Linked DNA regions of Oryctolagus cuniculus: all the other regions are linked to region 1. A link is a contact called in public Micro-C data. All regions are on one chromosome and are shown on one strand. The core of a region is the stretch at or near the end of the contact, and the rest is flanking DNA. Distances in the headings are between cores, read along the strand shown.

The links. Hi-C and Micro-C count contacts between places; a contact is called where the count stands out from the background.
Region 2: a contact with region 1 is called in a Micro-C map of ear pinna, with 2.6 times the contacts expected there. The contact joins two enhancer-like sites. A contact is called at or near these places in 2 of 6 Hi-C or Micro-C datasets (ear pinna and skin fibroblasts).
Region 3: a contact with region 1 is called in a Micro-C map of ear pinna, with 6 times the contacts expected there. The contact joins two enhancer-like sites. A contact is called at or near these places in 2 of 6 Hi-C or Micro-C datasets (ear pinna and psoas muscle).

What each region holds. Positions count from the first base shown.
Region 1 is chr1:232,251,647-232,254,558 of mOryCun1.1, reverse strand. The region is part of intron 8 of PTPA (protein phosphatase 2 phosphatase activator); the gene reads right to left. Among named protein-coding and RNA genes, the nearest start is that of PTPA, 22 kb to the right of the region's middle. Within about 2 kb of position 1,503, at least 7 of the 8 cell types and tissues checked have an H3K27ac peak or open chromatin away from gene starts, as enhancers often do. A contact at or near this core is called in ear pinna, where this site is marked.
Region 2 is chr1:232,495,540-232,498,451 of mOryCun1.1, reverse strand. No RefSeq gene overlaps it. Among named protein-coding and RNA genes, the nearest start is that of C1H9orf50, 42 kb to the left of the region's middle. Within about 2 kb of position 1,406, at least 3 of the 8 cell types and tissues checked have an H3K27ac peak or open chromatin away from gene starts, as enhancers often do. A contact at or near this core is called in ear pinna, where this site is marked.
Region 3 is chr1:232,460,088-232,462,999 of mOryCun1.1, reverse strand. No RefSeq gene overlaps it. Among named protein-coding and RNA genes, the nearest start is that of C1H9orf50, 77 kb to the left of the region's middle. Within about 2 kb of position 1,474, at least 4 of the 8 cell types and tissues checked have an H3K27ac peak or open chromatin away from gene starts, as enhancers often do. A contact at or near this core is called in ear pinna, where this site is marked.

The DNA.
Region 1 (2,912 bases), core at 254-2,753:
GGACTCGGCACCTGAGGCCCCGGCTGCAGCAAACAGATCAGGAAAAAAAACAGAGAGCCTGAGTCTGGAAAGGAAGCCGACTTGGACCTGAGTCTGTGGAAGGTTCCAGAAGAAACTGCATAGTGGCTGTGGAGGGGGCTGGGCTGCTCTGGGGAGAAGAGAAAGGAGGAGCCCAGAGCCCTCTCCATCCCGGGGCCTGCTAACCTGCTCATGGGGAAAGCTCAGGAGGCACCGGCCCCGCCCCCAGGGAGCTGCTGCCGCCTGCCCCTCTCGGCGGCCTCTGGCTTCTCCAGCAAGGATAAAACTTTGCCGATGGAAGTCAAAAAGCTGCCATTTTAGCGCTGAAATCTCCCGGCTGGCCCCAGGCCCCTCGGCGGGCCCGGGGGGCTTGGTCCCTTCACACAGGCCCCCTCCTCCACGAGGGCGCAGGAGCCCCAGCCCGTTGGGGCCTCCCCCCTGCGCAGCCCGCTGCCAGGCCCAGCTCCCTCCAACTCCACCCTCCCGCGCCAGGATCACGGGGCCGCGTGAGCTTCACTCTGGACAAGGCCCGGTGAGCAAACCAGCCAGGCGCAGGCGCAGGGCCTGCTCGGCTTCCAGGGGCACGGAGGGGAGCCCCAAAAGAGCACGGGGGGCTGGAGCAGTGCCAGCGGCAGGGCCAGGAAAGCCGGGGGCTGCCCCCCCCCAGCCGCACCAGGCCCAGGCCTCGAGTCCTTGAGAAGGAGACTGCAACTCTGGGAAAGGCAAACAGAAGAGGGGGAAGAATCGGGGGCGAGAAGACAAAAAAAATGAGCTCATTGCAGCCACAAAGGGAGGCGCGGAGCGGGCTGCAGGCCCGCGGTGACCCCAGGGGAATCGGTGAGTCAGAGCAGCCATATTGAGCAGGAAATCACTCCCAGACGCCGTTCCTGCTGCACTCCCCAGAGGCCGGCCTTTGTAAGCGGGGCCTGTCAGCAGGGGAGGGGGGGCGGGGCGGGGCTCGCACAGCGCCTTCCTGTCAGCTCCCTCCCTCCCAGCTGAAACCCGATCCCTCCCTTCCCAAAACTCCAAATTTAGAAGCCAGATTGAAACTGAAATTCTTTTCCTGCCTGCCCTGGGCTCTTAAAGGCGCCGGGGCCGCATTTCCCGCGGCAGCCGAAGCCCTCCCAGGTGGAGGCCCTGTGCGGGAGCGCGGGCAGGGGCTGGCCCCTCTCCCAACTTCCCGGCTGCACCGGCCCTCCAGGGCCGACAGTGCCCCGTCCTGCACACGGGAGCCGGGCCGGCCACTCACTCACCCCGGAGGGACTGCAAAACACCGCCCACTGCTCCGAGGAGCAAGGGGGCCAGCGGCGGCCACACAGGCCTGGCGGAGGCTGGCCCCGGCCCCTCCTGGGCTCTGGGGCCGCCCTCCTGGCACCAGCGTCTAACACCAGGCCCAAGAGCCCGGAGCCCAGGAGAAGCCTGGCCTTGCAGGAAATGTGCTGAGCAGCCACAAGCTGCGCCCGCCCCTTCCTCCGGCTCCGGTCTCCCTCACTTAAAGCCACGAAAGCCTCTCCCAGTCCAGTGTGGCTTTAGTGCCACCTAGTGGTCAGCACAGCCTTCCAGCAGAGGACTGGAGCCCTGACTCGGGGAAGCTTTGGGCCCAAACAAGCAGAAACGCCAAGTTTCCACGTGGCATCAGCTCCCCTGCCGAGGCCCGGCCTGCCCTGCCTCCCCACAACTACTGACAGGGTTCTCTGCGTCGGTAACTCTGCCTTTTAAATAAATAAATAAATGAACCTTTAAGGGGAGGGGGGCTGGCACTGTGGTGTAGCGGGTGAAGCCCCCGCCTGCAGTGCCGGCATCCCATACGGACACCGGTTCGAGTCCCGGCTGCTCCACTTCCAATCCAGCTCCCTCTTAATGGCCTGGGAAAGCAGATGGCCCAAGTGGGCCCCTGCACCCACGGAGGAGACCCAGATGAAGCTCCTGGCTCCTGGCTCTGGACCAGCCCAGCTCTGGCTGTTGCAGCCATCTGGGGAGTGAACCAGCGGATGGAAGACCTCTCTCTGTCTGCCTCTGACTTCCTGTAACTCTGCCTTTTCAAATACATAAATCTTAAAACAAACAAAAAACCCAACACCGACAGGGACGCAGGAGCTTGGTCAGCCACCAGAGGGCGCCAAACAGCATAGCCTTCCAGGCCCAAGCTGCCAGCTGGGAGCGGACTGCACCCTCTCCCGGCCCTGCTCCTCCAGCTCACGGGGTCTCCTCACTCTACTCCCAGGAGAGCAGCGCGCGGCTGGCTGCCCGAGGCCCCCACCTCGAGTCCGCCGCACTGCTGAAGGCAGCAGAACCGGGAGCGGAGCGCTGGCCACCCGGCCGGCAGCCCCGGCCGCATCTGCTGACTCGGAAAAACCGAGTCGTTCCCCTCTGGCATCTGGAGCTCGCAGCCGCCTGGGCCGCTGCTGACCAGACCAGGAGCTCGGAGCAAGGCCGCTCCGGCAGCCTCTCCCTCTGCGGGGCTCGGCGGTCACGGGTGTGCGGTGTCCGGGAGGTGACCAGCAAGGCTGCAGCCCGCACGCGGGCGCCTGCGAAATGCAGGAGACGACCCCTCTGCAGGCAGCAGAGCCAAGGCCACTGGGAGCCGCGCGGTGTGTGTGTGTGGTGTGCGGTGTGTGTGTGGTGTGCGGTGTGTGTGTGCGGTGTGTGTGTGCAGTGTGCAGTGTGTGTGTGCAGTGTGTGTGTGCAGTGTGCAGTGTGTGTGTGCAGTGTGTGTGTGCGGTGTGTGTGTGCGGTGTGTGGTGTGCAGTGTGTGTGTGCGGTGTGTGTGTGTGTGCGGTGTGTGGTGTGCAGTGTGTGTGTGTGCAGTGTGTGTGTGTGGTGTGCAGTGTGTGTGTGCGGTGTGTGTGTGTGTGCGGTGTGTGGTGTGCAGTGTGTGTGTGTGCAGTGTGTGT
Region 2 (2,912 bases), core at 157-2,656, 240 kb before region 1:
GCTCCCCCATGTGACAGTGCCCCCCCACGTGAGGACCCAGCGGAGGGCAGGGGGCAGCTGTGCCTTCCAGGTCTGGGCTCCTGGCCTGTTGGGGGGGCAGCAGGAGGGGACGAGGACACCTCCCGGGGCCCAAGTGGCCCTGCCCCTCCTGCCCCCCGCGGCTCTCACCCCTCTGCTCCAGACCCCGAGCTCCCTGAGGGCGGCCAGGGGCTCAGTAAGTACCCTCTGCGGTGACGGCCTCGCAGTGCTTAGCACAGTCCTCGCCGCGTAGAGCAAAACCCAAACAAGTCCTTGCCTGCAGAGCAAACCCAGACCTCGGCGCCGAGCCCCTCTGGGTCGCTCCTTCCTTGGTGAGAACGGCGAGGAGGGGGGAGGCCGGGGAGGGGCCCGCACTAGCAAGGAAAGTTCTGGAATCAGGTGGCTGGGGGCAGCCCAGGAGGTGTGGGAGCGGCCCCTCCCCAGGCTCTTCCGGGCCCTGGAGCCCTGTGCACCTGACACCCGGTAGGTTCCAGCAACAAACGGGGTGTGGAAATTAATTTCTTAAATTATTTGGGGGGGGGGTGAGAGCGAGCGCGCGCCAGGATTAGGCCAGGCTGTAGCCGGGAGCCCGGAGCTGCGGGTCTCTGGGCTGCTCGCAGGTGTCTAGGGACGCGGGCATCCCAAGGGAGACAACCCCTGCGCCCCACAACGCCTGCCCCGGGACGGGGGTTTGGAACCTTTGCACCCCTCCCCAGACAGCGGTCCCCCGAGTGTCACATACAACCTCATAGACCCCCCAAGGTGACCCCAAAACGCCAGCTTCAAGTCGGACTGCGGGCGACACTGCGGTGGAAGACGGGAGGGGGCGCGGTCCCTGCGGGCCGCCTTCCAGCTCCGAGCGCCACCGCCTTCCTGGCAAGGGCCGCGCGGCTTCCCGGCGGAGGCGGCCCGCCGAAAGGTTGCATTTGCACAAAGCGCGGCGCGCAGCCGGCGGGGCCGCGGGCGGAGGAGGGAAGGGGCCGAGCCTGCGGCGGCGGCGGCTGCCCGAGGGGCTGGAAAAGTCCCCGCGGGCTGCGCGGCCAAATACCAGCCCGCCCGCCTCCCGCGGGAGCCGCCGCCGCCGCCCGGCTTCACGGCTCGGCTTTTCTGCCCCAGAAAGCAGGCCGCCCCCTCTCCCCCGGCCCCGCCGGCCCGCAGCCTGAGCCCCTCTCCCGCAGGAGGGCCCCGCCGGCCCGCCGCCACGTCCAAGGACGCCCCGGCCGCCCGAGCTCTGGGCGGGGTCCGCGCGGGGCACCGGCCGGCCGCTCAGCTCCGGCGTCCGCTGGGGGGCAGGCACCCGGTGGCGGGGTGTCCACTGCGCGGCTCCCACACCTGCGGCCGCCTGGAGCAGCCTTCCGCTTCCACAGCGGGGCTGGCCGGTGCCTGGGTGTGAGGCCCAGCACCCGGCCTCGGTTCCCCATCCCTGCCCCACCCATTCCTCCTCTCTCCCTCCCTCTCTCCTTCTCTCCCTCTCTCTGCCCTCTCTCCCCTCTCCCTCTTTCCTTCTCTCCCTCGCTCCTCTCTCTCTTTCTCCTCTCTCTCTCCCTCTCTCTTTCCCTCCCTCTCTCCCTCTCTTCCTCTCCTCCTCTCCCTCTCTTCCTCTCCTCCTCTCCCTCTCCTCTCTCTCTCTCTGCCCTCTCTTTTCCTCCCTCTCCCTCTCTCCCTCCCTCTCTCCTCTCTCTCTCTTTCTCTCCTCTCTCTCTCTCTCTCTCTCTCTTCCTCTCTCCCTCCCCCTCTCTGGACGAACTGGCTATGTCTGAGCACACGGTATTTATTCTCTGCCTACTGGAGACCAACCACGTCCCAGGCTCTGCACTGGGCCCTGGAGACTGCCTGGGCCGAACCCCAAACAGCCCCCGCTCTGTGGGGGGGGGGGAGCCTCTGCAGGCAGAGCGGAGGCTGCTGGGTAAGGAGGTTTAGAGCCACCTCCCATGGTCCAGCAGATAGAGGGTTAAATTCTGCTTTCCTGAGCCGCCCACTTGGGACACAGGCATCCCACATGGAGGGGGAGAGAGAGAGAGAGAGAGAGCTCGCACACGAGCCAGCTGGAGCCCCCCAGCTCCCCCAGTTCCAATCCAGTTCCCTGCTGATGCGCCTGGATGATGGCCCAAGTCCTTGGGCCCCTGCACCCACGTGGGAGAACTGGATGCAGTTCCTGGCTCCTGCCTTTGGCCTGGCTCAGCCCTGGAAGGTTCTCTCTCTCTCTCTCTCTCTCTCTCTCTCTCTCTCTGTAACTCTGCCTTTTGCATAAATAAAACAAGACCGTGCTCCGGCTTCCGTGAGCCTGTTTGCCCAGCTGTGGAGCAGGGCCGGAGAGCAGGAGTGAGCTCTGGGGCTCGGCCCGGAGCTCGGCAGGCCAGCAGCGGCGTGCTCCGTGGGAAGCTTATTTCTCTGCAGAGAGCCCACGAAAAGCTGGAGCCGGTGCCGCCTGGAGACAGCCTCGGGGGAGGCGCCGGAGCGCCCGGTGCCCAGGCTGGGCTCAGCGCAGCAGGTGCACACGCATCCGCAGGGCATGACGTTCCCAAGGTCACATACGCTGCCACCAGTCGTGGCTAACAGGGGAAGCTTGGCTCAGGAGACAGACGCCTGCAAGGCACTGCCCTCTGTGTGTGAACCAGCGAAGAAGCAGGCGGCACAGGGGCTGCTTCCCAGGAGAACCGGCCCTGCCGAGCCCGCGGGGCCCCTCGGGAGACGAGTGAGACCCCTGGAGCTGCGGGGCGTCTCAGAAACAGGTCAGCGGCGAGCAGGGAGGGGACGCAGGGCGAGGAGCAGCCACGGTCGCTGGGTCACTTCCTGGGTCTCGGTTCTGAGCCTGTGGCCGGCAGCTGACCACCGCGTGCAACCCGGCACGGACCGCGCCGTGAGCTGGCAGGTGCTGTCTCCTAGCGGTGGTG
Region 3 (2,912 bases), core at 225-2,724, 210 kb before region 1:
CTCCATCGCCCCCCCCCCCCCCGCGATGGCCCCATGGTCTGTGGGGGTCCTGTCTCAGCAGAAACCTGGCTAGGGCTGCTCCTCTCCAGTGAGTCACTCCACGAGGCTGGCTGCTTGTCTGCCTTGGAGCCTGCCCGAGCCGCGGGGCAGCTGGGAGCCCGGCCTCCCTGGCTGGGCCTGGGGTCGCCGGTGTGTCCATCCACAAAGTGGGCGGGCCCACCATGCGCCCGTCACGGAGCGGGGCAGCTGCTCTCCCACCTCTGCATCTCCACCCGGAGCAGGGGGGCTTGTCACTGTGCAGGAGTAACCCCGGCTTGGAGCTCCCCCCAGCCTAGCCGCTGAGGTCTGGGGGCCGGATCCGGGCTGTGGGCCCCTCTGGGCTGGCGGGGAAGGGCTCAGCGGGGCAGCTCACATCTTAGATTCTTTTTCCGGGAACTTGTCCCCCACCCCGCGGCCAAGCCAAATCGCCCAGGGCAGTTCAGGCCACACCCCCCCCCCCACGTCGGACCGTCCTGCCCCAGCCCTGGCCTCCTGCGTGCTCAGAACGAGCTGACCGGTCCCCCCTATCCGCCCACGTCCCAGCCGTGTCCCCCGAGCTTTTCTCCCTCCCTTGGGAGCCACAGGAACAGATAAGGAGCCAGGGAATGCAGGCAGGGACTCTGGGGAGGAAGAGGGGTTGTGCCTGGGCCTCCCGGGGCGGAGCCCCCCCCCCCCCGGGGGGAGCAGAGGCATCCTGGGCAGAGGGAACAGCACCCAGCTTGGCACCAGCGCAAGCCCGAGACGCGATGCGGGGAGACGGACAGTTTTCTCCTGAACGGCCCAGGGCGGTACTTGTGGCCGGGAGCACCCCCCCCAGAGGACCCCACTTCCGCTGCCTGGGCGGGAGGGCGCAGGCAAGCCCTGAGCCTCTGTGTCCTGATCTGTAGATGGGGTGGGGGAGGGCGACGTGTGCTTTGCTGGCTTCTATGGAGACTAAGAGATCTTGCCCGTGGAGTGTCCAGCAGAGGCTGGTGCTCGGCATGGGCCAGTCTGTCCTCAGAGACACAGGCAGGCCCGGAGACCCGTCCCCAGCCAGCCCAGCAGGGAGGGAAGGTCGGCCTGGGTCTCCCAGCCTGGCCACGGGGCAGTGCTGGGGGCCGAGGGGGACAGGCTGACGCGGTTCCCCAACAGCCAAGGCTGAGGCTCCAGGTCAGAGGGCCCAGCAGGGCCCTGGGAAAGCCCAGGCAGGGGCCGGGGGGGGGGGCAGGGGTGCAGCCAGAGAAGGCGGCCAGAGGCAGCCTGGCCCCAGCCTCCGGGCCTGCGCCTCTCTGCCTGCTCGGGGTTGACCGTGACACCTGCTCAGGACGCAAACGTTTTAGAAAGCATCCTCGCCGGCCGCCTGTGCCGCCGGCCGCCCGCCCCACCCGCCCTGGTGTCCCGGAGCTGTGGCTCCTCTGCTCCCAGGCCTGCCGGGCTCCCGCTTTCCAAGGGCTCTGCAGCCGGGCGGCCTCAGCCGGCACTGCCAGCTCCGCCCTCCTCCCAGCCGCGCCCTCGCCGCCCGCCCGGGCCCTCCGGGTTGCCAAGACCAGCCTGCCCGGTCTCCCGGCCTCTGTGCCCCCGCCCCCTCCCCAGCAGACCCCAGTGCAGCTCGGGGCGCTGGCAGGGAGCCGCGGCGCCGCCTTCCCCGCCTCTCCTCACTCTCCCTGGGGAGCCGTGAGCCCCTCGAGGCTGGGCCCTGCCTTGCTGTCCTGCAAGGGCTTCGCGCGAGAACATCTCTCGTCTTCATGAACGTAAATTGCTTTTCCCAAAGGGAGTCGGGCTCTACGCTAGCACGTCAGGGCTCCCCGCCGCGTGTCCTTGGGGGGTGACCTGCCGTCTCTGAGCCCAGGACACCTGGAGGACAGCCCAGCACCGTGGCACCGGCAAGGGGCGGCCGGCACCCGTTCTCTGTACTTGGCCTTGTCCTAGCCTCCTTCGGACTTGTCCGAGCTTGGGCCAGGCTAGGACTCCACGCCCGGCTCTTCCCACTCCAACGCTTCCTTCCCTCTGTGTGTCTGGTTTGCAGACACAGGAGACCAAGGTCGAGAGAGCCCACGCTGACCGCCCAGGGTCACGAGGCCCCGCGGGAGTGAAGCCAGGAAGGACCTGCCCCCTCCCCTGCCCGCTGCCCAGCGGTGACCCAGGCAGAGGCCTGGCGGGCCTGGTGCTTTCCCCAGGTGAGGCTGTGCCATGCCTACCCGGGCACTGGTAGGGCTTTCCCCCCCACTCCCGGGGGTGCAGGGGAGCTCAGGCGGGGGCAGAGCCAGTGGCTGCTGACCACAGACCACCGCCAGCCTTTGGCGGTGCTGCAGCAGCGCTGGGCGGGGGAGGGGCAGCGCTCCCCTCCCCCAGCCCCCAGGGCCGCCAAGAACATCTGGGGGCCCTCCCCAGCCCTGGCCCTGCGCAGCCTGCCCAGCTGCGTCTCTGAGCCGCACCCAAACTCTTCCCAGCTTTGCCAGGGAGACTGGAAACTTCTGCTCAGCAGCTTGGCTTGGGGTGATTTCGACACCGGCTCGGCGGGGGGCTGGGGGGCGGGTCCTGGGAAATCTCAACAAACAACAGCGCGGCGGCGGCGCACTCGCCATGTGCCAGGCTCTATGCTAAGCCCAGGCCTGCAGAGCCTCATGGAATCTTCCAGAACCCAGGAGAGGCTGGCGCCGAGCAGCCAGAGGGGGCGCGGGTGACTCGGGGTGGGGGGTGAAGGCCACACAGCTGGGAGCATGCAGGGACATCCGGGTCACCAACCAGCTGGGGGGGACAAGCGGTGCTGGGCTGGGGGTCCCTGAGGGAAACCCAGGTGCACAGAAGCCCACTGCGGCAGGCGCAGCAACTCCACAGTGCAAGGGGCGGGCCGCTGCTGGTCGGGGAGTCTCCAGCTCCGATCCCGGGCGCCC